Regions from separate parts of the Mus musculus genome. Here regions 2, 3, 4 and 5 are each linked to region 1. Evidence: chromatin contacts called from public Hi-C and promoter capture Hi-C data. All regions are on one chromosome and are shown on one strand. The core of a region is the stretch at or near the end of the contact, and the rest is flanking DNA. Distances in the headings are between cores, read along the strand shown. Region 1 holds the start of Sec63 (SEC63-like (S. cerevisiae)). Region 2 holds the start of Gtf3c6 (general transcription factor IIIC, polypeptide 6, alpha). Region 3 holds the start of Amd1 (S-adenosylmethionine decarboxylase 1). Region 4 holds the start of Cdk19 (cyclin-dependent kinase 19). Region 5 holds the start of Ddo (D-aspartate oxidase).

Region 1 (2,834 bases), core at 230-2,729:
TAACAAGTCCTGAGCTTCACTGCTAACAATTCTTCCCAAGCTGCAGTGCACAACCTAGACAACTTAGATCATCACCACACCCAACCTAAAAGCAACTTAGCAGACACAGAACGCTCTCCCCCAGAGCCGCTGTTATACTCGAAACCTACTAATTATGGTTACCACCACCAGAAATAACCCATTAGGCGCTTGCTGTAAGTGCCATCAGCTTTAAGAATAACCGGTGCCATATGTCTTAGTAAAGTGCAACACAGAATCCAACATTACAATCTTAAACCTAACATCCCCGGAAACTGCACTGGGTTGCGTTCTGACGCGACCTTTAATGTGGAAAGACTCGAGAACTAAAAGCAAAGGAGCTTGCGACCCCACCAACTACCTCCTTCCATCAACGAATCCCGCTTAATCCTTCATGCCTGCACTTTTCCGTTGTAAACAGGAAACTCCAGAGGAAAGGAAACGGAGAAAATCCTATTTGTGCTTTTATAAAAGGAATAACGGCAGCGCTCTCCAACCCCCACGATGTGATTGAACAAATGAAAAAAGCAACCGGAGGAAGTGACGGGGTGGGCTGCTGGTGAGCTCACTTGGAAGTCCCAAACATGACACCCAGCTTAGGGGTGCCCCCAAACATCTGTACCAACAGCTGCAGCGGGGACACCGGGACAAGAGGGAGAAAGGGTGACGGGAGCGAAGGATGCGGAGTTGTGCCCACACGCTCTTATTCCCCCTCGGCCAACTCTTCTCTCGCCCCCCGTCCCAGCCCAGCCCGCTCCCTCCAGAAAGAACACCCAACAAAGCCGAGGCTGGGGAGACAAAGAGGCGGCAGGCGAGGGGCGTCCAGAACAATGCGGATCGGATCCCCGCCAAACTCCCGCGGACCACGCAGGCGGGCGGACAGCCCCGGAAATCGCCGCCGAGCTCCGGCCCCGTGGACAGCGGCCCTCAGGCCCCGCCGCCCAGGCGGCGTCCCTGGGACGCGGAGCAGCACCGGCGGGCAGGACGGCGCGGCCCGGAGCGGAGCGGAGAAGAGCGGAGCGGAGCGTCCGCCCGAGCGCGCCAGAGCGGGCCGCCGACGGGACTCACCCGCGTTCTGGTCTCGCGGCCAGAGGTAGTAGGTGGCGGGGATCACGATGAGCCCCACGAAGGAGGTGAGGAAGTAGAAGAAGGTGTTCCCGCTGTCATCGTACTGGAACTGCTGGCCCGCCATGGCTCCGCCTCCTCCGCCGCGCTCCCCTCACCGCCGTCGCCACGACCCCGCGCTGCGCTCCGGCTCCCGGCTCCCAGCGCCCCGGCCCCGTGTGGCGTAGCTCGGACGCCGCTACCGCCGCCGCCGCCGCCGCCGCCGCCGCTCTCCTCCCCGCCCCCACGCCGCTCTCACGGACACGCCGCCGCCGCCGCCGCGGCCGTCGCCAACTCTCGCGAGAGGAGCTAGTTCCCGCCCCACGCGGCTGTTCCCTCCCCGGCCGTCTCCTCCACACGCTCACTGAGGGAGACGTGGCGCGCGCAGCAAAGAAACTCTGTTGGACCCCGCCCGCGGCCCCGCCCCTGAGCCACGGACCACGCCCTCTGTTTTCCATAAGCCCGCCCCCGGGTCCCGCCCCCTGCTTACCAGGCTTTCCTTCCCAGCACCCTTCCCGGATTCCAGGAGCTTTCTTGCCAGGGTCCCCCAAGCAGTGAGCAGAGGCGAGCGTCCTAGGTGCGATTGGGACCTGAGCTTTTGCAACCTAAGCGAGGTTGCCAAACCTCTCCACTCTCTCCTATCCCTCTCACTTTTCCTCCACGTGAACCTCATGGAAACAAGTGCCATTAAAATAGGGAGCAAGGAAAAATAAATAAATGAAAAGAATAGGGAGCAAGGAACTCCTCAGAGTTCCAAAGCCTTGGTATTTGGAGCTGCCAGTTCACTAATGCTTTCTGTGACCCAAGCGATCATGTCTTCAATTTGTCAGTAAAACATGAAATAAAGCAAAATATAGATCGGTGGCTCTCAACCTTCCTAATGCTGCCACACTTTAATACAGTCCCTCATGTTGTCGTGACCCCGAACCGTAAAATTATTTTCATTTCTAGTTCATAACTGTAATTTTACTACTGTTACGAATTGTAATGTAAATATATGATGTGCATGATATATATACTCCCTCTAAAACGGTCTTTTGATAACTCCCCCTTAACAGGGTCAGGACCCACATATTGAGAACCAATGTCATATATGCTCTATTGATGAGAAAATTCAGACTCAAAACATTTTCCAGAGGTAACGCTCAATGGTTTGGGTTTGCTCAGGGCTTGAGGATCCAAACCCAGATCGCTCTGACGCCCCAAAGAGCCGCTGGCACTCCCCTGCAACCTGTGGGCAATCTGAAGAGGCAGTCACTCTCTGCTCCTGGCCACCGAATCTCAAGCTGGAGTCAGCTGAACTGCAGGATAGTCCTCTAACCTTGCAAAGATCCCACCAGAGTCCAGTGGTGGCCTTAGCAGGGTGGGTCCCAGTGTCTGCACTGCCCTCTGTGGATCAAGAGGACACAGGGCACTTTACACAGGACCGCTGTGAATAGTAAAGGAAACTGTGCAATATCTTTAAAAAGAGAAGCTACCGCGCAAGTACAAACATTCTGCTGTATTTTTTTTTAAGATTCATTTTTTATTTTTATGTATATGAGTACACTGTAGCCATCATGTGGTTGCTGGGATTTGAACTCAGGACCTTCAGAAGAGCATTCAGTGCTCTTAACTGCCCGTTTTGTTGTTGTTTTGTTTACTTTGCTTTTTGTTGGGGGGGGTGTTTTTTTTTTTTTCTTTTTGAGCCAGGGTTTCTTTGTGTAGCCCTG
Region 2 (2,834 bases), core at 175-2,674, 2.5 Mb after region 1:
CCACTATCACATTTAATATTCTTTATTTACTAGTTCAGGTTAATAGCCTTCCTCATAGATTTTTTTTTCCTCTGCAAGGAGCTTCAGTCATGCTTGCAGAAGACCTAAGTTTACTTCACACACAACTACTAATAGGACAAAATTCTTTCCTGTTTTGTTGTTCATAAGCACTTAAAATTTTTCTTGCAGTTAATGGTCTCGTGAACATTATAACTACATTCATACTAAGAACAAGAAAGGCAGGTCAGCCAGGCTGTAGTGAACACCCTAAACCCCAGCACTTAGGAGGCTGAGGCAGGCAGAAAGCAGAACTTGAGTTGGAGGTCGTCTGGGACCATACAGAGAGGAATGACCGGGCTACACAGTATAAGCCATGTAAAATACAAGAGGAAAGATATCCATTTAGTAGCTCAGGACCAAAGCATCTACTCTAACTTTCAACTAAATATAAAAGAAACCACTCAGACTGTGTCCTCTCCCTCTCAACCCTCAAGAGAGTTGAGAACGATCATCAATGGCAGATAGCAGTTGCAAAATGCAGCACTAAAAGCCGGCTTCACGCTCAGGAAAGGACACTCTGTCTCCTCCTCGTGGTTTCGGGTGCTCTACACAGTCAGAGAAACTTCTCTAGTAACAAACTATAGAAATGATCCCTGAAAGTATAGTCTTAGTTTAGCGTTGCCAGCCGCCGCGAGGCCACCTCTGACAGCACATTTTTAACTAATGGTGACATTCCCCACCCGCCCCCCCCCCCCCGCGAAAACCCCGTAATATTCTCCTAAGGAATACCATACACATGCACTTTCGAAGCTGTGTTCGTATATTATTTTGCAAAAAAAAAAAACAAAAACAAAAACTCATTCTGAATACTTATGACTTGTAAACTAACTCAGAATCAAGTTCATAATTAACATATTGAGGATAATAGCCAATCACACGCCAGTGTCTTCAGTCATCCTAAGAAAATCACTTCCGGACCAGTTTTAAAGGGTGGGTGCGGCTCCTCAGGCTGCGTTTTACTTAAGATGGGTGTTGATTTGTGTCCTCTGCGGTCTGAATTCCACCCTGTCCCAGTAGCGTCACTGCTGGGTTTGTGTTAACTAAGTAGCCACTCTGGCCTAGAATTTGCATTAATCCTCTCCCTCCCGCGTCCTTAGATGTTGGGATGAAAAGTGGAGGCCACCATTGATCCTCTAGTCTCCTTCGGCAGACAATAAACGTGAGGTTTTGTTTTATAGTGGAGGCAGTTGATTACGCTCATCCTCAGCTACTTACTGAGTTCAGTGTAGCCTGAGCTCTATGAGCCACGTTCTTCAAAGTGGGGCTAAATACCCTAAATTCCCGAAGCTCGGAGCGTGTCGAGTCTCCACGTGGGACCCACTTACGGAAGCCTGGCGTCGCCATCTTGCTTTCTGGCCGGAAGCCGGACGCCGCTGCCCGTATCCAAAATGGCATCCACAGGGGGCGTGGCCAGTGATGGCGTCTCCGAACGCTATGGCGGCGGCAGTGGATCCCATTTGGGAGGACTTGGAGGAGGAGGAAGAGGAGCTAGAGGAGGTTGTAAGCGAGGGTCAGAGGCCTGCGGCGCGGGCGGTCTTGGTTGAGCCACCCCTGGGTGGGGAAGGGAGTCTGGGATGCGGACGGAGGGAGGGAGGCCGGTAGACAGCTCGCTGGCTTTCCGAAGCCCGAGAAGCCGTGGAGGGCTAGCTTCAGTTCTGGTTTACCCATTCTAGAAAGAATCGGTTTCCACCAGAAACTGGATCGAGTTTTCACAGAGAAATTTGGGGCATTTCTTATTTACTGCCCCTTGTCTACCTTATTAACTTTGCTTTCTTCCACCAGGAGCAGTTTGTTCTGGTAGAATTGTCAGGAATCATTGATTCAGACTTTCTCTCCAAATGTGAAAATAAATGCAAGATTTTGGTGAGTCTTAGAATTCGGGGAATGTTGTAGATTTTCTTAAAGTTAAAACAAGACTAAAAGGTGATATGCTTGTCCACAAAGAGAGAGACGTTCATCCCACCTTACAAAGCAGTGATCAAACGCTCCAGGCTCATACCAGAAGAGTAGGTTACAAGGGAGGGATTCTATGGGAGCAGAGAAAATGCCTGACTGCTTCTTCTTCACTGTCTGAATGTGTGGCTGGAGAGAAAGAGCAAAACACCTTGTATGAAACTTCTGGGGGACTTTCAGGACAAAGCCTAATCCATGCTGTTAAGCAGTGCCTGCCTTCCTTGTAGTGGGCGTGGCCTCAGTTCTATCCTCCAATAGTACCACAGTTGAGTGTACTAGTCTGGACGCAGACTCTGGTCTAAGTGTGGATATGTATGCAGTGTTGCCCGGCCGGTCACCAAGTACCCATGTCACCTGCTTCACCATGCCTTTGGTGTGTCTTTGGCTCACTCCTCACAAGCCAATTAGGAAAAAATAGCATGAGAGCAGGCTGTCCTGGTGCACACCTGTAATGCCGGCACTGGAGAGCCCAAGGCAGGCGGATCCGAAGTTCATTGTCATCCTACCCCCCAACTCCCCGGAATGCCCTGGAACTCACTTTGTAGACCAGGCTGGCCTCGAACTCAGAAATCTGCCTACCTCTGCCTCCCAAGTGCTGGGATTAAAGGCGTGCGCCACCACCGCCTGGCTCATTGTCATCCTTAATGATATAGTAAGTTCTAGGCCACCTTGATCTACAGAAAGCCCTGTCTTCAAAATGCCTGGAGAAGACACAGTTTAAAATATTACGTTATTGCCTGATGATGATACATACCTTTAATCCCAGCACTCATGAGGCAGAGGCAAACGGATCTCTTAAGTTTGAGGCCTGCTTGGTCTGC
Region 3 (2,834 bases), core at 206-2,705, 2.5 Mb after region 1:
GTTCTTTCTCAACAAATTTCATAGAGACATGTGAATCCATGCTCTTGTAAGACAAGAGCTCGTCTTCAGGGTATGTATGAATCAAATTTCAACAGTTGCAGTGGATTTCTCTAGGGATAATAGGAGACGGTCCCTTTGTCTTGTGACTATAATCATTTTTAATTTTATGAGCTTGGTGACTTTCCCCCAGTGTTTCCAAGTAACTAATAACTTTGTTAACATCTTTTGCTTCTTAAGATTAAAAAAAAAAAAAGAAAGAAAGAAAGTGGCCTTGTCCCAGCTCCCTCCCCCAGGCTGGTGTGAGTGTGCAAGTATGTGTGCAGAGCTTGTGTTTCATACTGCAAATATAAATAAAGGAAGATAGCAGAAGAAAAAAAAAACAAAACAAAATCCTACTTGGATTTGACCCCTAATTTATACTTTAGATTATCATTAGTGAAAACTCTTTGCTACCCATTTACATTATTATTATATACTCGCGAAGATCCTTTTTAGGCATTTAGGCAATTTTAGGCAAATTTGTAAATTTGCGTGGTACTGGTGGTTGTGAGGAATACTTTCAATTAGTTCACCCCTTTAAGAATAGCCTAAGAAAAATATCAAATAACCTCGTATTATACTTAATAAAGCTAGTTCCTAGGAAGTTTTGCAAACTAAATATCCACCAGTTGACCTAATGGAGTACGGGTTGATAGGTGTCTGCTGGAAGGCGGCCAACTCCTAAGCTAGGCTAGGCACACGGTGGGGGGTAGATAGCGCCGGAGCCCTCCAAGGCTGGGCGCCACGTTGCTTTTCTCTTTTCTCTTTTGAAATAGGAAGACGACGCTTCTGGCTATTGTGTAAACCCGTGGAGAACTGCCTTCATTCCCACATCAGATAAAGCACAAGCAGAATTAAAGCGCATTCCAATCCGACCCCGGGCCACACGTACGTCACTGACAATTTTATTGCCTAGGCTGCGTTCGTCTCGTGGAAACACGTGAAAAAATGGTTTAAAAAAATTTTTTTTAAAAAGCCAAAAACCACCTCGGCTTGAAACGAGAAACCGCACAGGATCAAAGCACTACGCCAACCCAGCAGTGGCCACCGCCCCCGCCGAGCCCCGCGACACCCCTCCAGACTCCCTCCTGTTTTCTGCTAACCAGCTGTGTGCAGCGTGGGACAGCCTCGCCTGTCTCCCGCTCTCCCCACCAGCTCCACAAGTAATCCCAGATTCCCAAGTCCCCAGCCGGACAACAGAGCGGTCTCCCGCTCAAGGGACAGCGGCAGCTCCATCTGCAACCAAGCTGGTAGTCCCCTGCACTCCCCGTGGGCCCACCGCCAGCCAGCCGGCGTTCGGCGACGTTTGACTGACACGAAGCGGTCCCTATGAGGCCCTGAGGGCGGGGCGATGGCGTCACTTCCTGGCCTGTCGGGGAGGATGCTTATATAAGGTCTGCGCTCACGCAGAACCCTCGCTTACACAGTATGGCCGGCGACATTAGCTAGCGCTCGCTCAACTCTCCTAACGGGAAAGCAGCGGACTACAAGAGACTGAACTGTATCTGCCTCTATTTCCAACAGACTCACGTTCAACTTTCGCTCACGAAAATAGCCGGGAAAATTTTATTAGTCCTTTTTTTAAAAAAAAGTTAATATAAAATTATAGCAAAAAAAAAAAAAAAAGGAACCTGAACTTTAGTAACACAGCTGGAACAATCCGCAGCGGCGGCAGGAGCGGCGGGAGAAGAGATTTAATTTAGTTGATTTTCTGTGGTTGTTGGTTGTTCGCTAGTCTCACGGTGATGGAAGCTGCACATTTTTTCGAAGGGACGGAGAAACTGCTGGAGGTCTGGTTTTCCAGACAGCAGTCCGACGCAAGCCAGGGATCTGGGGATCTTCGTACCATCCCAAGGTGGGTGCCTGGGCCTGAGGGCGGCTCGCCGCCGACTGCGAGGCACGAGTCGCGGCCTCAGGTGGGGCCAGGTCGGCGGGCGGGAACTGGCTTCTCCCGCCGCCGTTGCGGGGCCGCCTGCGCCGCCTGGGGGAGGGGAGGAGGCCGGCGCGGCCGCGTGCTCAGGTAACGTCCCCGGCGGACGGCGGGGCTGGGCTGACGGGCTCCGGCGGGGGGCACGCGGCCCTCCGGCAGGTGTGGCTGGGTGAGGGGCGGGCGGAGCACGAGCTGGGTGGGCCTGGGCCGCGGGGCGACCAGCAGGCCTCCCGCCGCGGGGTAGGCGGCCGCGCGTGGCGCTCGCTCGGGCGGCGGGATTGGGCGGGAGCGGCCGTGTCGCAGTGCCGGGCCCCGCCGACGCCCGGACGTGCCCTGCAGCAGAGCGGGGCGCCTCGGGACCCTCCGCGGGCTTTGCCCGGGAGGCTCCTGACCTTGGGCTGTGTAACCTGTTACGGAGGCGAAGTCCGGGAGAGCGCAGCGGGGTGCTGGAGGGTTTGCCTGCTTCCCGGGGTACAAGCCTGTCAGCCCGAAGATCTATTTTACTTAATGCCTTAAGCTGGAGCAAAGGAGACCTGCGGGCCCCCTGCTCACACCCGACACGGGAGGTGGTGCGGAGAGTTGCTAGTGACCTCGCTGGGAGAGTCGAGCATTGAAGCGCGGATGACACTGAGGATGCATGGACCCGGCGGCGGTGACACCAGCCTCCCGCTTTGGTGGCCGGTACCCGGGCTCCGCCGTGCTCCGAAGCGCACTAATGGGACTAGAGTGGCGGAGGAACCGGCGTGGTCCGGTTCATTGAGAGGCGGACCAATGAGCTCCTGGGCCCCTCCGGAGCCTGGCCCCAGGGTGTGGACCAATGGGCGTTTTAGGAATGTTGGCTGCGCGGTGCAACCGTCCTCTGACA
Region 4 (2,834 bases), core at 94-2,593, 2.4 Mb after region 1:
TGTCACTCCGTTTTCTGTTCTTGGTGGTCTAGGTTCTCAATAAACACTACCAAAGCTCACAGCCATTTGACAGAGGCTAAGAACTTGAAGAAATCAAGATTTCTTCCTGAAGAAAAGAGAAATGGACCAGGTTTGGTGGCATACGCCTTTAATGATAGTACCTGATTAGCAGAGGCAGGCGAATCTCTCCGTTCCAGGCCAAGCAGGGCGCACAGATACCCTATCTTAAAGGGGGTTGGGGGGAATTAGATAGCCAAGATATATCTTATACCTAAGATAGCCAAGAGGCAGGAAAGATAAGCAACCAGAGAACACTTAAATCTTGTAATATACAATTTATCTCTCTCCAGGGTCCACCTTCAGAGTGCTGAATTCAGAATATTAAAATGTGGGAATCGGGAGCAGGATCGGGAAGTCCCCAGGTAAACATCAGAGATGAAGTCTGGGTTGGCAAGGAAGTCAGACCCAAGGGGCCAGCCAGGACCCCAAGCGCTGCGCCACCAGACAGGAGGCGCCCCCGCGAGCTTTCAAACCGCCGCCCCGGGAAGGCGCTGCGCCGATTGGAAGTTCCACCACTACCGTCACCAGCACAGGGCCAAACCGGTAACTCTTCAGCCAAGCCCTCCGGAGGGTCCCCGGGGACCAGACCCCTAAACTCCACCTCCAGGCGCGGTCTCCACCCGCCGCCCGCTGTTAATCACGCAGCCGCGACTCCAGGCGGGACCGACGCCCCCGACGGGGCTGCGCCGTACGACTTCGAGGGGCGCGACCGGCCAGCGGGGGGCGGCAGCACCAGTGCCTCCGAGTTAGCCCCGGGACGTCGCTCTGCGACCCACGCCGCCTCGTCCCGGGAGCTCCGACCCACCCAGCCCTCCGGGGCTCCGCAGCGGAGGGGACGGGACGAGCCCACTCCCCGCTCGCGCTCTTACCCATCTTTCCGCCTCGCCTTGTAGACATGCCCGTAGGTGCCGCGTCCCACTTTGCACCCTTCGTACTCAAACAGATCCTCCACCCGCTCCCGCTCCGCCGCCAGCTTCGCCTTGAAATCATAATCCATTGTCTGCTTCCCCCATAGAGAAACCGGGACGCGGGGGCCGCCGCCACTCAGTCCCTCCTCCACCGCCGCCGCTCCACTTCTCCAACAGCCGTCGCTCGGGCGCGCGCGCGCCGCCCGCCGCTCCGCGGTCCGCCTTCAGCAAGGGACTCCTCGGCGGCCGCGGCAGCCACCTCCTCCGCCTCCTCCTCCTCCGCGGCGGCGGCGGCGGCTCCCGCAGGCATCTACAGTCCCGCCTCCTCCCTTCATTTCCTTGTTTTGGAACCTGGTGGGCCGCGCCGCGGCTTTCTCGAACTCATTAAGGAACCAAGCGTCCCGCCCCAAGGTCGCGAGCCATTCTGGGAAATGTAGTTCAAGAGGGCTCGTGAGTTGTGCTACCTCCTCGGGAGCGGGGAATACAGTTCCCAGAGTTCCTGGGGCCTTTTGGGCCACGCCTCCACAAGGCATGTACGCCTGCGCTCTGCCGCCGCCCCACCCCCTCAGCGCGCGACTGCTGTTCCTGTAAACTGTAGCGCAAAGTTGCAGCGGGATTTTTGCGAGCCCGTGGGAGCTGGCGGGAAGGACACCTTTGCTGAGCTAGGAAGTAGATACCCGGCCCTGACTGTCATTAGGCTAGAAAAGCGGGAAGCACCTCACGAGAGCCTTGCTCTAGAGCTCATTCCGGCGCATCCGGAGCTTAGGACTGGGGTTTAGACAGTTGTACTACACATTGTTTGTTTTCTTGGGCAATTGATCCTCTGGTTGCCCCGCCCCTTGCCTCGGCTTATTGGCAGAGACTGAAGAGTGACGTCCGCTTTGGTGCCTGGTTATCTCCGGCTTTGGCTGTTTTCCCGCTCTTGATTGGTAATTGGATGTGCTCGGTTCTTCCTGATAGGTTAATCTTCTTTCTTTACGATGCAAAAACCGTATTTCAAAACCTGAAGATTCAGCGGTTTCCCAGCTCTTGCTAGGGGAACCGTGTAACTTCTACGGCCCACAGCCAATCATCTTTTTCTTGGCGCTCTAGTCGGTTTTATCCTAACATATGCGGGTGCGGTAGCCTAGCTTTAGCCATCTGTCTGAGAACAATTAAAGCGCTTGGAAGATTGCAAAAATGCAGCGTTTTAAAAACAATCGTTTTTGCTGGGTAGTAAAGCGTGTTTTACAGTAATGGCGAGGCTCACCTAGGGGTTTAAGGTATTTATCTTGCTCATGACGTTGATTCGTTATGGTGTCTGAGGCTCAGAACCCATCACCTCAAAGTAGTACTGTAAGAACTTAGAAAGTGCCTTACTAAAAATGTGACCCACTGCATATTGATGGCTTTTAAACCGAAAAGAAATTGAGATCCATTCGACACGCGCGTTTCAGCTCTCTTCCACTACCTAAAATAAAAGGCAGCATTTTATAACAAGATTAAATTTAAAAGGGAAATTTGATAAGGTGTCTGTGTCAAAAAGGCAGCTAAGCTATCCATAGACAACATTATTGCTGGGGAGACCATCTAAACAAAGAATCGACTTGTTATTTCCTCTTTATTTCCTTCCCTCTCCTTCATTTATCTCCAATACCTACTAAAACTTCCAATTCTTGTTCCTCTCTGTATGTCATGAGCTTCAATCATCAGGCCTTTCGATTTCATTGTGTAGGACTCCCGTGCGTACATCTATAATATGAACTGTAAGGCACAAGGCACAGTGATAAAATCGGCAGGATGACTGTTAGGCTAGGTGGGTAGCCGTCATGAAGAAAGCACCATGAGCTTAAATGTAAAGAACGAACAGGGCCTTGAGGAAGTGAG
Region 5 (2,834 bases), core at 210-2,709, 2.1 Mb after region 1:
CCAGCCCAGCAACCTTTTAAGCTCTCATTCCATAAATAACAGTGCGAACTTCGAGGTCTCTCTACGGGCAATTGCTACCAAAACAGAATCAGCCTAGGTTTGCCTGCCGTGCTCACCAGCACTAATCACATGGCATTCGGGGGTAGAATTCTAGTCATAGTGCCCTTGCCTAACTTTTTCCCTATGGGCACATTCTAGGGACTGCTGAGGAGGTAAGCTAGTCCTGGGAAGCAGCCGAGCTGTGACTTCTGCTCCCGGGACTCTAGGGAGCAGACACAGAGGTCATGTCTGGCTGCCACAGATGATTGCATAACAGGAAGAAATGGCCGCGGTCCTTTAGCCTCTGTGCCTTCACCTGAAGACAGCACCAAATGAATTCTTATTAGCCTCTTTGAGTAGTAAACGGCAGGCCGCTGAGGCTGTCTCCCAAATAGATCCCCTGTGGGAGGATGTAGGGAAAATGTAGATACCAGGCGCCTGCGCCAGGCACCCCAAGGCTGACATCTTGTGTGGAAGGTAGAGAGAGGGGCAAAGATGTCAGTGTCCTCCACGCTCTCCGCAGAGGCAGCAGGAATCTGTTACTTGGTGCTGACCTGTCAGCCTCCTGCCCGCCTTCACTTCTTTGTCTTACTATGTGTGCTCCATGCCCAACTCCCTCTATCTGGCTCAATTCCAGATTAAGGAGAGTGGACAAAACGTAATTATTCCAGTTAGTTATAGCCATTCCTTAGGGGTAAAGTTCTCTCAGCCAGCTGCTTGTGTTGTTAGCCTAAATCCCACCCACCCCTGGTACAATCCCTTCTTGCAACAGGCAGTGAACAGGGCATCAGGCCAGGTGAGGTTAGCCATGGCAGACATCATGAGGTCTGGCTATGAGTGGTTCTCTGCCTCCTCCCTAGCTCCACTTGACTCCCACTCCGTGAGCCTTGAAGCCTTTTCAGGGAGGTTTAATGTGCGCTTCTCCTCCAACTGAGCCGTGTGCGTTTCTGAGCAGGTGAGCTGAGATGTCAGACTGCCAGGGTTGAAGAAAGACAAGAGAAGATTCCCAGCAGGACACAGTCCAGTGGGGAAGGCTGGGAGAGGGAGGTCCTGGACTTGTTTCCAGAGGAGGTAATAGAAGACAGACGGCCATGATCTTACTAGTTGCCTATCTAGCAGCCTTGCGCCACAGCTCTAATAAGTTAACACTAGGGTGAAAAGCAATCTGTGGCTAAGAATAACCAGCTGCCAGTGGAGTGGAAAGAGAGCCAGAAACATAGGGCATGTCCTGATATAGTGTGACCTATCAATCTCTGGCCCCAACCCCACCAAGACACACCCCTAAAATCCCAGAGTGCATACAGAACGACCCTAGAGCAAAGAGTGAGGATTCAAATACCTGTCTCTGAAAAAGCAGTCTGGTATCCACCGGAGGTCCTGGCACCAACACTTGTTTTCCAGTGACCTGTTAGCCTGGTCTCCTAAGAGACAGGGAAAACAAAACTCCTTCCCATTGGGGAAATTATTAAGGACACTCTCTCTAAGCTTACCCTCCATTGGTCCATGCCACAGTGTCTGCCTCTGACTCCCCAGGAGAGAGGCACGTGTAAGCTCTGTGGAACTGCCTCTCTGCCAAGCCTGCAGGGGAAGTTTCGTCCTCTATGACCTGTCTTTGTCTGGCTTTCAAGAACTTCAGCTTGCCACCAGCCTGGAGTTTCTCCGGCTGATTTGTTTGCATGGCAAATAAATGGGTGGTCTGTCTGACTTCCAAAAAGTCCCAGCTAGAACCAAGCACTCGTTTCCCCTGCCGCATTGTTCAGAGTTGTTGATAGCTGAGATGCCGGCCTGGTGGCAGATGGAAAATTTATTCAGAAAATAAGTTAGGATGAACCAAATATTTATAGAAGGGAACTGGTATTTGCTGAGTGTCACCTCCTCAGAAACACACACAGCTCAGTAGTAGGAAAAGCCCACATTAAACCTCCCTGAAAGTCATTTGATTCTAGAGACGTAATTGGTTGTATCACAATAGCTATAATATATCTTAAAGATTTGTTTTACATTTAAATTGCTGTGGTCTGTTGGTCTGTGGTCTATTGCATGTTGTTCTCACATGCACGCAGTGCCCATGGAGGCCAGAAGAGGGCACCAGATGTCCTGGAGCTGGAGTTATAGGTGGTGGTGCGCCACCTGATGAAGGTGCTGGCAATTACATGTGTTAATCGCTGAGCCATTTCTCCAGCCCAGATAATATTTAATAGAATAATATTAACCACGTTAATATACTAATAAGAGATTTCGCTTTAGCCATGACTGTATCACCACGTAACACCATTCTCTTGTGAAATGAGACGTATCCTCCTTATTCTACAGATATAAACCGAGGCTCCAAGACATGTGGAAAAGCCCATGGTCTCTTGTGTGATAAAGGCCATTCTGTGTAGCAGACTCCCTATGCATGCTCTCAGCCAAGCAGAGGTCCTCTTTGTCAAAGCAGGGTCCTCACTATCTTATCTTGAGCAAGTCAGAGGCTGTCTCAGTCTGTCTTCCCATCTGAAAAGGAGAGAAAGATGATTCCTTTTGCATGTGGCCATGAGCCTCTGGTGAGCTCAGCTAGGTACGATTTTATACAAGGCTGTCTGGGTGTCAAAATGGAAAAGAAAGGGCATTGTCCCTTCAGTCCACAATCCCAAAGTCACAGAAAATGGAACAGTTCTGTGTCTAGGGGAATGGGTTCTTTCTCCACACACATCCAGCAACCAATATAGCAGACTCTCCAGCAGACACATCCGGTTCAGCAGGATTCTCTTTCAATTCTGGCACCTTCTACCTGAAGATGGTATCTGGTACCACAG

The links. Promoter capture Hi-C pulls out the DNA fragments that hold promoters and counts their contacts. A called contact is a pair of places that touch in the nucleus more often than the background predicts. Capture Hi-C pulls out chosen DNA fragments and counts their contacts.
Region 2: a promoter capture Hi-C map of adipose tissue shows a contact between it and region 1, with 3 times the contacts expected there. The contact joins the promoter of Gtf3c6 here to the promoter of Sec63 in region 1. A contact is called at or near these places in 1 of 39 promoter capture datasets (liver), 1 of 115 datasets of contacts at active chromatin or transcription factors (thymic regulatory T cells) and 1 of 9 other capture datasets (adipose tissue).
Region 3: a contact with region 1 is called in a promoter capture Hi-C map of liver, with 3 times the contacts expected there. The contact joins the promoter of Amd1 here to the promoter of Sec63 in region 1. A contact is called at or near these places in 2 of 39 promoter capture datasets (hippocampal neurons and liver) and 1 of 9 other capture datasets (liver).
Region 4: a Hi-C map of B cells shows a contact between it and region 1, with 5 read pairs. The contact joins the promoter of Cdk19 here to the promoter of Sec63 in region 1. A contact is called at or near these places in 1 of 39 promoter capture datasets (liver) and 2 of 484 Hi-C or Micro-C datasets (B cells and erythroblasts).
Region 5: a promoter capture Hi-C map of liver shows a contact between it and region 1, with 3 times the contacts expected there. The contact joins the promoter of Ddo here to the promoter of Sec63 in region 1. A contact is called at or near these places in 3 of 39 promoter capture datasets (hippocampal neurons and liver).

What each region holds. Positions count from the first base shown.
Region 1 is chr10:42,760,141-42,762,974 of GRCm38.p6, reverse strand. It overlaps Sec63 (SEC63-like (S. cerevisiae)), which reads right to left and starts at 1,479. Exons shown (of 21, transcript NM_153055.3): 1 at 1,087-1,479. The coding sequence starts at 1,210.
Region 2 is chr10:40,256,302-40,259,135 of GRCm38.p6, reverse strand. It overlaps Gtf3c6 (general transcription factor IIIC, polypeptide 6, alpha), which reads left to right and starts at 1,424. Exons shown (of 6, transcript NM_026113.5): 1 at 1,424-1,557; 2 at 1,843-1,923. The coding sequence starts at 1,477. It overlaps Rnu3a (U3A small nuclear RNA), which reads right to left and starts at 668; the gene lies at 457-668.
Region 3 is chr10:40,300,809-40,303,642 of GRCm38.p6, reverse strand. Amd1 (S-adenosylmethionine decarboxylase 1) reads left to right here and starts at 1,455. Exons shown (of 8, transcript NM_009665.5): 1 at 1,455-1,894. The coding sequence starts at 1,785.
Region 4 is chr10:40,347,817-40,350,650 of GRCm38.p6, reverse strand. Cdk19 (cyclin-dependent kinase 19) reads right to left here and starts at 1,343. Exons shown (of 13, transcript NM_001168304.1): 1 at 930-1,343. The coding sequence starts at 1,057.
Region 5 is chr10:40,628,636-40,631,469 of GRCm38.p6, reverse strand. Ddo (D-aspartate oxidase) reads right to left here and starts at 1,459. Exons shown (of 5, transcript NM_027442.5): 1 at 1,379-1,459.